Linked DNA regions of Mus musculus: all the other regions are linked to region 1. The links are chromatin contacts, called in public HiChIP or PLAC-seq and promoter capture Hi-C maps. All regions are on one chromosome and are shown on one strand. Each heading gives the region's core, a stretch centred on a gene start, on an enhancer-like site or on the middle of the called end of the contact. The rest is flanking DNA. Distances are from core to core; before and after follow the strand shown. Region 1 holds the start of Capn10 (calpain 10). Region 2 holds the start of Bok (BCL2-related ovarian killer). Region 3 holds the start of Farp2 (FERM, RhoGEF and pleckstrin domain protein 2). Region 4 holds the start of Stk25 (serine/threonine kinase 25 (yeast)). Region 5 holds the start of D2hgdh (D-2-hydroxyglutarate dehydrogenase).

Evidence for each region. Promoter capture Hi-C pulls out the DNA fragments that hold promoters and counts their contacts. HiChIP or PLAC-seq counts read pairs in DNA pulled down with a chosen protein or histone mark.
Region 2: a contact with region 1 is called in a promoter capture Hi-C map of hippocampal neurons, with 5 times the contacts expected there. The contact joins the promoter of Bok here to the promoter of Capn10 in region 1. A contact is called at or near these places in 9 of 39 promoter capture datasets (the 3T3-L1 cell line, cranial neural crest, embryonic stem cells and 4 more), 1 of 484 Hi-C or Micro-C datasets (embryonic stem cells) and 4 of 115 datasets of contacts at active chromatin or transcription factors (embryonic stem cells, large pre-B cells, pancreatic cancer cells and 1 more).
Region 3: a contact with region 1 is called in a promoter capture Hi-C map of second pharyngeal arch cranial neural crest. The contact joins the promoter of Farp2 here to the promoter of Capn10 in region 1. A contact is called at or near these places in 16 of 39 promoter capture datasets (the 3T3-L1 cell line, 3T3-L1-derived adipocytes, the C10 cell line and 10 more), 1 of 484 Hi-C or Micro-C datasets (cranial neural crest), 5 of 115 datasets of contacts at active chromatin or transcription factors (astrocytes, cardiomyocytes, craniofacial prominence and 1 more) and 2 of 9 other capture datasets (embryonic stem cells and liver).
Region 4: a contact with region 1 is called in a promoter capture Hi-C map of pre-B cells. The contact joins the promoter of Stk25 here to the promoter of Capn10 in region 1. A contact is called at or near these places in 6 of 39 promoter capture datasets (the C10 cell line, the HPC-7 cell line, cranial neural crest and 2 more), 7 of 484 Hi-C or Micro-C datasets (CD4 T cells, CD8 T cells, Th1 cells and 3 more), 3 of 115 datasets of contacts at active chromatin or transcription factors (embryonic stem cells, extraembryonic endoderm stem cells and pancreatic cancer cells) and 2 of 9 other capture datasets (adipose tissue and liver).
Region 5: an H3K27ac HiChIP or PLAC-seq map of extraembryonic endoderm stem cells shows a contact between it and region 1, with 4 times the contacts expected there. The contact joins the promoter of D2hgdh here to the promoter of Capn10 in region 1. A contact is called at or near these places in 1 of 39 promoter capture datasets (neutrophils), 1 of 484 Hi-C or Micro-C datasets (B cells), 3 of 115 datasets of contacts at active chromatin or transcription factors (extraembryonic endoderm stem cells, memory CD8 T cells and pancreatic cancer cells) and 1 of 9 other capture datasets (adipose tissue).

Annotation. Positions count from the first base shown.
Region 1 is chr1:92,932,971-92,935,670 of GRCm38.p6, reverse strand. Capn10 (calpain 10) reads right to left here and starts at 1,263. Exons shown (of 12, transcript NM_011796.2): 1 at 657-1,263. The coding sequence starts at 797. It overlaps 9430060I03Rik (RIKEN cDNA 9430060I03 gene), which reads left to right. Exons shown (of 2, transcript NR_015525.1): 2 at 568-2,145.
Region 2 is chr1:93,684,265-93,686,964 of GRCm38.p6, reverse strand. It overlaps Bok (BCL2-related ovarian killer), which reads right to left and starts at 1,390. Exons shown (of 5, transcript NM_016778.3): 1 at 1,111-1,390; 2 at 296-547. The coding sequence starts at 518.
Region 3 is chr1:93,510,728-93,513,620 of GRCm38.p6, reverse strand. It overlaps Farp2 (FERM, RhoGEF and pleckstrin domain protein 2), which reads right to left and starts at 1,517. Exons shown (of 27, transcript NM_145519.2): 1 at 1,437-1,517.
Region 4 is chr1:93,634,468-93,637,167 of GRCm38.p6, reverse strand. It overlaps Stk25 (serine/threonine kinase 25 (yeast)), which reads left to right and starts at 1,441. Exons shown (of 12, transcript NM_021537.3): 1 at 1,441-1,621; 2 at 1,785-1,870. The coding sequence starts at 1,841.
Region 5 is chr1:93,823,807-93,826,506 of GRCm38.p6, reverse strand. It overlaps D2hgdh (D-2-hydroxyglutarate dehydrogenase), which reads right to left and starts at 1,267. Exons shown (of 10, transcript NM_178882.4): 1 at 1,188-1,267; 2 at 1-222. The coding sequence starts at 200.

The DNA.
Region 1 (2,700 bases), core at 14-2,513:
AACAAAAACACTAGGCTTGAACAATCCATCCATTTAAGCTGCAACAAGGCAAAAAAAAAAAAAAAAAAAAAAAAAAAAAACCAACCAAAAAAACCAAAAAAACCAAAGCCCTCCTACCACAGCCCTTTCTGGCTATGAGGGGTAACACTGTTGTGAGTTGCATGCATGGACGCTAAAATAACAATACATAGTTCCACCTGCCTGTGCCATTTAAGGGAGCCCTGAAAAGCAGCTCCTTAGGTTTTCCCAGTTGTTAAGCACAACGCTCCCCGTGTTCTGTGCTACCTTTTGGTGTTCATACCCTAAAGCTACTAGAAGAAATGTAGAGCAAAGTGCAAAGCCAAGAAAGATTGCGCTGAATTACACCCGACAAAACTTAGGTGGTGGGATGGTGCTGGAAATACTGCTTCTAATCCCTTAATATCAAAACAGCTCCCTACTACCTGACTTTGGGTAGGAGTGTATTTTAGTAGAAACCCCAAGATAACATCTAAAAGACAAGCCTTTCGATTGCTTCTGTCCTCCTCATTTGAATTCTCAGGGCTGGCTATCACCTTTTCTGAATAGGCTTGAAGGCGAGGTCCTGCTAACCCCGGGGTCCATCTCCGTGAGAAACATATCCACAACACCCGCCCAGGCAAGAGACCCTGCTGCACCTGGGGTCGTCTCCAAGTGATGTCCTCCCGAAACTGGGCCAGAGGCGTGGACAAGTTGTAAAAGAGCGAGGAGTCCGAGGCGGGGAATGCCGCGTCCCGGAAGAGCTCCCGCGCCGGCGTCTCGGCCCGGACCGCCCGCATCTTCGGCGCCCTGGGCTCCCATCTGCGGCCCGTGGACTCGGTCGCCGCCCGGGAGCGAGTGCGCGGCCTTCACTGCAAACCGTGTTTGCTTAGCCCGGGAGACCTACTGGTGCAGAGCAGCCTAGCGCCGCAAGCTCCGTTGTCTAGGTAACCCGGCTGGAGCCAACCAGGAGCCGTGCTTGCGTCATATGACAGAGCTGCCTAATCACGCACGAGCTGCAGCGCAGAACCGTGCAGGACTGGTAGGTTCTGCTCTCGCACGAGGGCGTGGTCCCCGCGTTTCTAACTGGGCAGTGCTAGCCTGATGTCCGTATGCTTTAGTGCTCGGGACAACGCAGCTGTAGCCACTTGAAATCGAAGTCTCAGTGACCACAGGAAGCTGAAAAGTCACTTTGGTTTAGATCGCTTTGTCAATGCTATCCCAGCATGCAGCGCCGTTCCCAGCATACGTCGCTGATCACAGGCGTTGTCTACTTCCCAGCGTGCTTCGCTCCTTCCGGTGTGAGGCAGGAACTTGGCAAAGCGGTGGTTCCTCCCTGTCTTCTGAAAGAGCCAGTGAGGAAGTGGCTCAGCGAATCGCGTTGTTATCCTTCCGTCGCGGTGGTGGTTGCGTTGTTCTGGGGAGGCAGAGGTGTCACTGGGGTTGAAACTTGCCGGGGTCGGGCATTTGTCTCAAAACGATTGGGCTTCAGACGCTCTGGATCCTAAGCGGCCAGGGAATGCGGCTGGAGCATTCCTTGAAGCCTTAAATGGCCTGGCTATGGTTTTGTAGACTGGATGGTGACCAGGACGTGGACTTGCGGCTCCACGATTATTCGATGCCATGAGGAGGTCAGGGACAGGACACTCTCCTTCTGGTGCCTACTCTTCCAGGTCCCAGGAAGGACACAAATCAGCCAAGGACTGTTCTCTGTGTCTTCTCCAAATGTATTTCATCAAGACTAGAAGCTTCATAGACAGGAAGGGAGACGACGAGGCTTCACACCTTGTAGACTGCAGTTTGCCACCTATTAGGGCTGCTCTGATATTTTTTCCCTCCTCTGGGCCCCTTTTTCTCAGTCTTGGATAAAAGGTAGTCAGAGGAAATGCGGTTTGTGCAGTTAAGTAGATCAAGTACCCGTTGCCTAAAGAGGAACAACCAGGCCAAGCTTTTACCCATAACCTGCTGCTTCAGAGTCTAGACAGTTGCTCCTTCTCCCAGTGAGAGGCTGGGCTGCTCCTGCATCAGCAGCAATTACTGCTGTGGCATGACACAGTTACCTTGGCTCCACTAGGCTTCAGCGCCATGATTTGAGGTGCAAGACACTTAACTCTTTATTGAGGTTATTTAAAAAAAAAAAAAAAAAAAAAAAAGGAGTAGCCACATAGCCCAACATCTCTTTGGGATGCTTTTTCATTTAGTACTTAATTTCGACTCAGGGGACTGACTGGTGGGCTGAAAGCTGCACTATAGTTGAATCATTAAGAGCCTGGACTCGGTTTTCCAGGAAGTCTTGAGTAATTGTGACAAGTTATCCGCGACTCAAGAGTTATGCAAACTGGTTCACCCCCAGAAGTCTCATATGAGTGGTTAGCTCAGGAGAACGGCTCCTGAAGGCCGCATCCATATCCAGGGCTGGGCCACGGGCAGAGCCTGACCTCCAGAATCTGGAAGGAAAAGCTGCTTAGTGTTACCGTTGCTGTGACGAAACATCATGACCAAAGCAACTTGGGGAGGAAAGGGTTTATTCTGCTCACCTATGGCGCTTTCCATAAGGAGGGGCGCTATTTCCTGGCTCCTTTCCTGCTTTCTTATAGAACCAGGACCAGAGATGGTGCCACTTACAATGGGCTGGCCCTCCCCCATTGATCACCAATTAGGAAAATGCCTTGCAGCTGGATCTTATGGAGGCATTTTTTTTTC
Region 2 (2,700 bases), core at 141-2,640, 750 kb before region 1:
AGGTTGACAAAGGAGCCTGCAAGCAGACAAGCCTGGGGACAAAGAGCAGCGCCAGCCTGGGTGGCCTATCCTTGCACCCTCTCCATTCCAGACAGATTTGGGCTCCCACGCACGCCTCCTCTCTCAGCGCCAGCGGGAGGGTGAGGCACAACCGCAGAAGGGCTGGTCATGTCACAAGAAGGGAATGTCTGTGCAGAACAGCTGTACCGGGAACCCTGAAACACTGCGGGCAGGCCCATCCAACCAGCTATAGAGGGGCGGCCTGGGATGGTACCTGCTGGTGCCCCACACTCACCCAAGCGCAGCAGCACTGTGCACACCTCTGCCAAGCGTCCTCCAGGGGCAGGCGAGGCACGCTCTGGAGCGCTCCAGGAGAGGCCGGCGCGCAAAAGCCGCGCGTGCACGTACTCCCGGCCTAGTGCCTTAGCCTGGGCCACCAGCTCCTTGTCTGTGGGCGAGCGATCAAAGGCGTCCATGATCTCCGCTGCAAAGACAGAAGAGCGCCGCAGCACCTCCATGGCCGAAGCGCGGGCGAGAGGCGCCACACCTACGAATAGACTGAGTTCAGACCGGACCGCCTCCAGCCAGGTGGCGAAAGGACTCCCGCCACGGGAGGAGACCCAGAAGCGCGGCCCGAGGCACAGCGGTCCCCACCGCGTGCGCGATTCAAACAACACAGGAGGTTGGCTGTGCGCCGCCCTCAAAAAGGGCCGGTTTCCGATAGCCTCTCGTTTTGCACCCCAAATCTTTTAAAAGTCTCGGGTTCTTTTTAGGTTCTAAATTAAATCTCGCAGATCCCAGCGGTGGTCAGGGGTTGGAAACACCGCAGGGAAGTGGCGATAGGTTCTTTAATCACAGCGCCCAGGCTCCAGGACCAATTTGGGGGAGAAGAGGATGCAGAGTAGCCTGCTGCGACCAGCCGACAAGCAGGACCCCGCGGGCTCCTCCCTGCCGACGAGTGGGGTCCTAAGGAAGGCTCCAAACTGCGCGGCAGTCCCCGGGCTCGGAGACCACGCACCTGCGCACCTCGCAGAGCCCGTGTTTGTCCCCGGTGTCGCTGTTCCCATGGTGCTACATCCAGGGCACCGACGCCACGCCCGCCCGACTCACCTCTCCCGCCTCATGGCGCGCGGGGCGGCGGTGGAGTTCTGGTTTCAGGACCCGCTCGCTGCCGTCTCCGGCGGTCTAGACCCTTCCATTCAAACCCGCGAGCGCGCGCCCCGCCCCAGCGCCCGCCCCGTCCACACCCGAGCTGAAGCACAGGCTCCGCCGGTCTTCCCGCGCGCTCGCAGAAGTCCTGGTCCCGAGGGGTGCGGGAGGCGTACCGCGGTCTCCCCGCGGGCGAGAAGCCAGGCTTAGGGCTTCGCCTTCTAAGGAAACGGCAACCCCCGGGGGCGGAGCCGCAGCCCAGCTCTGCCCAACGCCTCCCTGGTTTAAGAAAGGCCAGCACAAGTTCTCGGGATGCGCCCGGGAACGCCGCCAGACTGGAGCTGTCCCGGCAGGCAGCGCGAAGAACATCCAGCTCTGACACCAACCCACTGGGGCGCACCAAGTTCCATTTTAAAATGAGCTGACTTATATTTCCTTATTGTCTTATAGAGGCTCCTTAAAGATCCTGGATTCTTGAAGTTGTAGGAGATCTGATGCCCTCTTCTGATCTCCAAGGACACCAGGCATGCACGGGGATTCACAGACATGGAGGCAGGCAAACATTCATACACAAAACAAAAATAACAATAAGTAAATATTTAAAAATAGATTCTGCATTCTTGGCTTAATAGAGCCTTTGGAGTGTGGTGAAGACTTGGGTATGTACATGGTTGAAGATACTACAAATACCCATCCATTCCCACTCAAGTCTAGCTTTGCTTTTAATGAGCTGGACTTATTTATATCCAATCCAATATATAATCTTTTGTAGTTAGTTATCTCTCATTAGGGTATTTCCCTTTGACAGAAAAAGGGGAGGGAGGGAGAGAGACAGAGACACAGAGAGAGGCAGAGACAGAGAGACTCACAAAGAGAGAGAGGCTTGTCTGGAGCTCTGTGTTGACCAGCTGGTCCAACCTGCAGGAATCACCCAGCCCCTGGCTCCGGAGTACTAGACTACAGCGGTCTTCAGAAGCTTAGTTACTTTAGGATTCATACTTAGACCTATGCTGGATCACAGACATCGTTGTGAACAGTGTGGCAGTGAATCCGAGCTCCCTTTTTCCATACCGATTTCCAAGAAAGTCAACATCATCTACTAGACTCTGGTCTTCTCCTTCATCTTTGGACCCAACTGCAAAATCTCAACAATGGGATTTGCTAACTCGACCTAGTTTGTGTAAGTAAAACACTTCACTTAGAGCTATAAAATGCATATTCTACACACGCACACCAAAATAGACTACACCTGAAACCATAAACAAGTGTCAACAAATTTCAAAGAACCAAAATCATACAGTAATTACTCTCTGAATTAAAGCTAAATTGCAGAAAAACCAGTGGAAGTCTCCAAATGCTTGGAAATGAAACAGCGTACTTATAATGAGGCAATAAATAATAAATCACAATGAAAATGTTAAAAGGTTTATTTATGTGTTTTATGTAGATGGGTGTTTTATCTGGATGTATGTCTGCACACAAGAAGAAAGCATTGGATCTCACAGGACTACAGTTATAAGTGGTTGTGAGCCACCATGTGGTTGTTGGGAA
Region 3 (2,893 bases), core at 268-2,767, 580 kb before region 1:
GGAAGGAACCTAACTCGATAATCACCATCTCTACAATGTGGCAGGGCAAGGACACCGGAGAAGCAGAGGTTTACATGGTTGCGGTATCCCAGAGAGTCATCCACAACCCCACCGGGCAAGGTCTTCCCGTGCTTTATTTAAAACGGGGCTATGCATAGGAAGCCATGGCGCACCCCTGTGCTCCACCTACACTCAGCCCTCAGGTGGCTGACAAAGGAGGATGACGGGTTGGAGGCCAGCCCGGGCTATGGAAACTGTCTCAACAAAAAACGGTGGGGGACAGGGATATATGAAAACTTTAGAACTGACAACGAAACAGCCACAAAGCGCTTCACAAATGCCTTCCCACGTCCCGAAACTCACAAAACTTTTATTTGGCCTACAAGTAAAGGTTACTTCATACCTCCCCATTTCAAATGACCTTTCCATCTTGCTAACACTGTGAGAATCTGTGCTGCTGATCATAATGCCGTCTCCACAAGACCGACTCTAATTCGGTGCTACCCACTAATTACCAAATATTTTCACAGTGGCCCAGTCAAAAACACCTCATGGAAACAGAACAAAGCTAGGGAGAAAGGCCACCCCTTTAAAGATTCTGTCCGGAATCTTAAGGCTCTCCATTCTTTCTCAGCACGGTGTATCGACATTATTTCCTTCACGAATGCCTTGTTTTCATTTCAATTTTTCATCACCATTACTGGGACATGAAAGAGTTTAAGAAATCACTGCCACGTGTGTAAATGGCAAAGGTGCTTATAATCTCGGATGAGTAAAAGGCAGTGGGCCAGTACTGTTTCTAGATCTTAGCAGAGTAAGAATATCCGAGTCTCAGTTCTGAAGGAAAGGCCGAGAAGAAAAAAGAATGCCCTTCTGGGCTTTCATTTGTGGCTCCGGGTGCTGCTTCCCAAGGTGCTTTGTAGAGCACTGGCCTGGGGGTGGGGGCGGTCTTCAGCAGGACATTCTTGTGGCCCTTAACCCATCACGGGACACTCAGTGTCCACGAGAGATGCTGAGACTCTGATCACCCCCCTTCCTCGACAGCTGGTCTCCACGTGTGCTGTTCCTGTCCTCAGTACTCTGCTGACAGCCTGGCTCCTTGGAACTCTGCAGCTCTCAGCCCTCCCCAGACTGCCCATCTACAAAAGCAACTCTCCAGCCAGTCCTCAGCGGACATCCAGACTGGACCCGAGACTCTCCCTCCCTTCGCCCTCCACCGACAGGCCGTCCACAGACGTGTGTTGTCAAACGCGGACTCTGGCGCGCCTCACGAAGGCCTCAGAGCCGGGCGTGGACTTTCTCTGGTGGACGGCCAGCCTCAGGCCTGGTCCGGCTCGGGTTCCGCTGAGGTCCGGCCAACGAAGGAAGCCCATGCCCAACCCAGCGCCCCTGCGCGGCTCGCTCCCCTCCCCCGCCCACGGCCGCCGCGTCCTCACCGTGCCACACCGGCCTGCGCCGCCGCCAGCCAGGCCTCCTCCACGTCCTGCGCCCGCGCCGCCCGATCCCGACAGCTAGCTGCTTCCCCGCCCCCGCCGCGCGTCCGCCGCAGCCCCGCCCCCCCGCGGACGCACCACCGATTGGCCTGCGGGCGGGTCCTCCCGACCGGCGCCTGCGAGCGCAGCACCTAGCTCTGATTGGTGATCACATGGGACAGGGCGGGGCGAGGGAGCCCCATAAAGTCAGAAGCAAAGCTGTGCAGCTTCTCCGCGGGTGCAACAGGGCTTCGGCGGGCTGTGCGTGTCCTCGGCCCTGGGAGGGGCTTTAGGACCTGAGGACTCTGTGCTGGGTGGGACTTAGGAAACCCGCGAGTTCTCCGTCTTAGTCTTCGCTTTGACAAGGCGACGGGAGGATTCTATCTTGGACGCAGCTTTGGAACAACGGGAGGACTACCCCAGACCTGGACTCTGGAATGCGGGTGGCCCTGGGCGGGACTTTTGGCACAGGGGCGGGTCTCAGCCTACAGCCTGGCTTTGGCAAGCAGGGCAGCCCCGATTCTGGGTGGGGCCTTGGACTTCAAGCTCGCGGGACTATTCTGGCATTCAGGCCTCCCTGACTACTAGGCTCTTTCCTACCTTCCATCCGTGGTGCCCAACCAGGGAATAGTGGAACCGTGGTCTTTAGGCACCAGCTGTTCCTAAAGGGACGCTTTTGAGGTGCAGGCTACGCTAAGAGTCCTCGAAGCCCTCGCGGTTCCTTTCTGGATTTGAGGCTTTCTGGAAATGAAAAATGGTGAGACTGGATTCTGGTCCTTCCACTTCAGACTTGCAGCAAACTCACTTTCTTCTTCCATTGGTTAAGCGAATGGGCCTGCAGGGAGCCAGCCCTTTGAACCAGTCTAGGCTAAATAAATCCACACAGGCCCCCAAGCGATTCATATAGAACTCTAGCCTTTGGCAATAAGTCCTTAAGATAAGCAGGGAGGGCCTCAGCCCACTGGAGGGTGGGTGGGTGGGGGGGCTCTCTGCTTCTCCAAGGCAACCTAGAAGCTCAGGCTGACTGGGTCTGCAATTTTAGTAGGCTTCCCAACTTCCTCCACCACCTTGGCTATCCCTTATTTGTAACCAGCCACTGCCATAGCCACTGACTGTGATGTCCATCATTAAGAAAAGGAACTGGGCCGGGTGGTGTCGCACGCCTTTAATCCCAGCACTTGGGAGGCAGAGGCAGGCGGATTTCTGAGTTGGAGGCCAGCCTGGTCTACAAAGTGAGTTCCAGGACAGCCAGGGCTATACAGAGAAACCCTGTCTTGAAAAACCAAAAAAAAAAAAAAAAAGAAAAGGAGCTGGACTGGACAAGGCAAGAATGAGGTTTGACATGAGCAACCTAGTGATTTAGAGAGCAGGAGCCTCATTTCCTAGTGTCAGTACGCTGCTTAGAGAGCAAGAGGATGAGA
Region 4 (2,700 bases), core at 192-2,691, 700 kb before region 1:
GGCAGAGGCAGAGGCAGAGGCAGAGGCAGAGGCAGAGGCAGAGGCAGAGGCAGAACTGCTGTGAATTTGAGGCCAAAAAGGGCCACATAGAGAGTTTTAAGCCAGCCTAGGCTACAGAATGAGGTCCTGTCTTAAAAATCAAAAATAAAGGCCTACAGAGATTCCTCAATCATTAAGAATTCTTGTTGCTCTTCCAGAGGACCAGAATTTAGTTCTAGCACCCATGCCATTCAGCATATGACCCTCTGCAACTCCAGATCCAGGCCTTTTCAGATCTCAGTAGGTTCCTGTTCACATTTAACATACACATATATGTACATAAATAAGTCTTAATAGAGTTGGCCTTGCCTAATTTCAGACTTTTCTATAGGAGGGATAGGTAGGCTGAAGGCCATCCTACAGATGATCTTTTTCAGGGGCAATAAAAATATTTGCCCCTATTGTTGATGCCTTGGGGCGGGGGAGGGGAGGAAACCAAGGTGCTTCAGGATCCAGGGCAGGGCTGTTTGCTGGAAGTCTATTTTCTTCTGGGGAAAAACACAGCAAAGAAAACCTAATCAACATGTAGTAAAATTTGGCGGTTAAAGAATCTGATGCAAGGTCTTGCATGCAAGGTTTAAGGTTCCAGGATGGTGCCCAGGAAGAAAATCCACCAGAGAACAGAAACAACAAGCCTTTATGAGTTGGGGAGTAGGGACATTATGGTGGTTTGCACTGAGCCGTCATAGGAATGGACACAGTATGGAGCCAAATCTCCCTCCCGTGGAACACTAGGAGACTGCATAGAAGTGGACATTGCTGACTAGTCACTCATACTGAATTCACAGGATGAAAGGCATCTTCCAACCTTTGGAAATCCCCGCTGGACCACACAACTCTTCCCAGCGCCAGGTCATGTCCTGGGGACCTACGATTAAACCTTTTCAGATAGGGAAACTGAGGCAGGAGAGAAGCACTTGTCCAACAATGGGCGACTTTTCTAAGGGCGCGCGTGGGCGTACTCCTTGTGTGTGTGTGTTGCTAAGCGCAGACAAGAAGGTCACACTGCGGTTAAAGCTGGAGCACCAGGATATGAGGGTAATGTGGGTTCGCACTCCAGGCACACAGTATGGGTCTCAGAAGCTTGGCAAACAGAACTGGGAAAATGAGAGGAGGGCTGAAAAAAAAAGAGAAAAAAAAGCCTAGAAAACGTCAAGGCAACTGCGCACGCGCTGCACCCGTCACCGCGCGGCCTGACAGGAGGGGCAGCCCAGCTCGGGCATATCTCAAGGTTCGGATCCAATCTGTGGCGCATTTGTGCCTCTCCACTGACCGCCCACCGCAAGTTCTCCTGGGACTTGTAGTCTGTCGCCATCAGGGCCCCGGAGCACTTGCGTAACACCTCATCCTACCGCGCAGCCTGCTGGGACTTGTAGTCTCAATTTTGCGTGCCCGGGGTACGGGGCGGGCTGCGGGACTCCTAGTCCCACAGAGCTTCGCGCTCGCCACGACGCCCTGCTCAGAGCCGCTGCCTCCACCTCACGGGCTGGGAGGCCTGGGCGTTCCGGGAGACCGAATTGCGGTGTGAGCCGCCGTGGGGACTGCGAAGCGGGCCCGGAGTCCGAGATGGAGCCGCCCGGAGGTGGGCGCTGCCAGCGGGCCTCGCCTGAATGTTGGGGAGGCCGGGCACGCCCTGAGGGCGGGTCGGGGGCCCTGGGCGCGGGACCGGAGGTCGCGGGTGGAGGGACGCCACGGAACGGGTCCCCCTGGCCACTGTTGACCGAGCGGCCTGCGGTTTCTCGCAGGTGCTTGAGGCGAGCGGGCGGAGCGGCTGCGACGGACTGGTCACGTCAGCGGGGACATGGCTCACCTCCGGGGCTTCGCGCACCAGGTGAGTGTGGGCGTCGGCGTGCCCCGAGTCCGTGGTTCGCTGTGGAGCGGATTTGTCCACTTGAGGCGGGAGAGGGGCGGAGGCCGTCTGCCTCGGGGCGCGTCTTGGGGCCGTTGGAACTCTGGCCTGTGCCGAGCCAGCGCCTGCGGAAGACGTGAGCCCCAGGGAACGTCTGCGGGGCGAGCGCTTCTGCTCGGGAGCTGCTGGGGGCAGGTGCAGGAACCTGCCCTGGGCACAACCTGCTTGACCCAGGCTCGGAGCACCTTCCCAGAAGATGGACTCCACCTTCCTTGGCTAACGGGATGGAACCCCGACACGGGACCGCACAGGAGATGAGGGCTGCGTAGGGTCAGAGGGTTCGGTGGTTTGCTCTCTGGACCCCCTTTCTCGCCTTTATTTTATTTGTGGTGTTGTTATTTCAGAGCAATATGACAGACAGCTAGTGAAGTGGAATGAGCTGCCTTGGCGGCTGATTTTCCTCTGGCTTTAGCTGTGGGATTTGCGTTTTAAGGGCTTGGTTTAGATAGGCTTAGGCTTGACAGTTGCACAGTGAAGGAATCAGTTCCTGAGGACAGTGCAGCCGCTCACCCCACCCCACCCTGACCCCCCTTCTCCCTGCATCCTTGAGAACTGGTTGTGTAGACAGGAAGCATGTCCGTCCGCTGCTTGTGGGCAGGAATTGGAGGCAGGGCTCCTTGGAGGAAACCAAACCAGCCTGGAAGACTACTCACAGCTGTTGGGGAGGGCTTTTGGCCCAGCTGTCACAGATGGGATCCCGAGCTTGCTAACTGATGCTGAATTAAGCTAACACATTTTTAATACATTTTGAC
Region 5 (2,700 bases), core at 18-2,517, 890 kb before region 1:
GGATATCGCTCAGGGGTCAGCGTCACCTCTGGGCCGCCAGCTACCACGGAGTATGCTCTGTGAGCCAAGGGGCTGTACACACCCCGAGGGCAACCCAGCCGCTTCAACCCCACACAAGCTCTCTGGGTGTAGGTCCTCCTCCATCCTGGAGATGCCCAGAGGACCCTTGCAGACCATCTGGACACCAGAGGGAGCACCATTGTTCCTGCTCTTGAGAGGGGGCTGGGAGGGGGGGGGGGAGAGAGATTGAATTTGCGATTCGTAAGCAATGAAGCAATGAGAAAGCCCCACAATAACCTCTGCACCCCATCTGAAGTCACCTACACAAAGCCGCCTACAGCGGCTGTTCTCAACCTGTGGGTCGCGACCCCTTGGGAGAGTCACATATCAGACATAATGCACATCAGATTTTTTACATTGTGCTTCATAACAGTAACAAAATTAGTTATGAAGTAACATTGAAAACGTTTTATGGTTGGGGTTCACGGAAACACGAGGGTCCCAGTGGTCAAGGAACGTTGAGACTCGCTGGCCTAGAGAACAGGGCGGCTTGGGGCTGCAGGATGCAGAGGACTGGAGTCTTAGGAGGGTTCGGTTCTTAATGTTTCGCCCTGCAGTATTACAGTCCCGAGACTCCACTGAGTGAATACCTATGGGCGGTGCTGGCTCTCCAGGGCATTCATTGTATTTTAACTTTTGCAAGAAAAAGGAAGGTATCCCGGAATTGTGCACCCAAACACAATTGAAAGGAGAATTTTACATTTTACGTAATACTCTGCCACCAGTTTTACAAAACCTGGGTACATCAACAAAAAATGGCTTAAAAGAGGGAAGGGAAGGAAACCGGCCCGCACACTGGTAGCTATCCAGAAGAGGCCGCCTTCCAACTGAAGGCTCGCTCTATTTGGCTGCTGCTTCCGCCTTACCTGAGACGAAAAAACACAACACGACATGCGCAGAGCATGCGCATGCGCCATGTGTTGTGACGTCAAGGAGGACCAACTATTTGCACTCCCAGCCCACACGGCCCGTGGGTGTAAGTGAGAAGCGATGCGACTAGGTTCGCCCTGCCGGCAATCCCAACTCACACCTGACCTGTGCAATCACTTGACAGGCCACAGCCCGGACTGCACAGACTCAGACACCAGCACCCTCCACCCAGGAACTACAGCTAGCCCACTACGCACCCTAGCTTCCGTCCGAGTGCAAAGACCGAGTCCGCACCCGCACCCTGCTTCCCACCCCTGCAGAACCGTAGGCCTGAACTAGAGGGGTGGAGCGAGAGACTGCGCATGTGTGTCAGCCCGCCCTTCCTACCTCACTCCACCCTGCTGAGTGTGCCCCGCCCTTCCCAGACCTTCGGCCTTGTTTATGTTCCTGCTGACCCAACCTGAGTGCCCCCCAGGTCCCAAAGTGGCGAGTATCCTGCTTTGACCAAAATCCGACTCCACGCACTTTTCCCAACTGGCCTCATTGTGGTCCACCCGACTAGCCCCAAAAGATAAGCGGTCACATCTTCAGTTCACTGTGGCTTTTTCCGCAGGGGCCACTGTCACCCTTAGAAGCTCCTCTCTTCCCCAGGCATTTCTGTCTCCCTCGATCTCCTTCTATCGATCCTACGAATCTCTGCCCTCTTCCTCTCTTCCCCGGGCTTCCCGTCTCACCTAGAGTCACTGGTCCATCAGCAGACACGACTCTGCCCAACCCTCAAAGAAACAACAAAAGCCCGAGGCTTAACCATAGGGATCACAAAGGCCAGCCCAGCTCTACAGAGCATCCCTGACCTCCTGGGGCCAGGCCCAGCCACCCAGTCCTCAAGCAGGTACGCAGTAACTTTTAGCAAATCCAAGGCACAGAGCTGCAGCCCAGCAGTAGTTTTCCTGGGCTGAGTCTGAATTATACTGTCTCCCTTCAACTCCCAGCCCTAGGTAACAGGTAATTGCTATTTCTTGCAATTATTCTGTTACTTCAGCATCCCCCAGCTATATTCAGCTATAAATAACCCCAGTAGTTTCCATTTTGCTGGCTGGACAGACCTGGTATCTGAAACAGGGTTCATCTCCCAGTTTCCTGGGGCAGCTCCAGAAACTGTCACTTCTCCCAACTTAACCACTTCCGTTTCCCATCGAGGAACAAGCCTGGAAGTACCTTCTTTAAGATGTTAAGATAATTACTTTAGATCTCTGTACCAGGGAAGAGCAGGAGGCTCCTGAAGCTGAGGCAAGAACAGAGAGGTATAGTGGTGCCAACTAAAAGCCAAGGCACTGTGGTAGTCCTTGCAAACTGGATATAAGAATATGCTGGGTGGTGGTGGTGCATGCCTTTAATCGCAGCACTTGGGAGGCAGAGGCTGGCAGATCTCTCTGAGTTCAAGGCCAGCCTGGTCTACAGAGCAAGTTCCAGGACAGCCAGAACTACACAGATAAACCAAAAAGAAAAGAGAATGCAGCATTTAGGGATCAACAGCTACACAGTGTGTGCTGGGAGGGATCAAGGTACAGCTGTACCTCCAGAAGAGCAATTCCCTCAGGTCTGCTCACCCTCCCAGGTTTATCAGACAGGGGCATTGGGACATGGTTAACACATACTAGTTGAAAGGACATTCCAGAGGCTTCTACTGGGCTGTTTCTACCAAGTTGGCCCATACTCCATAGGCCACTGAGGGTATTTAGAAGTTATCAAGACTGTCAATGTACTGGA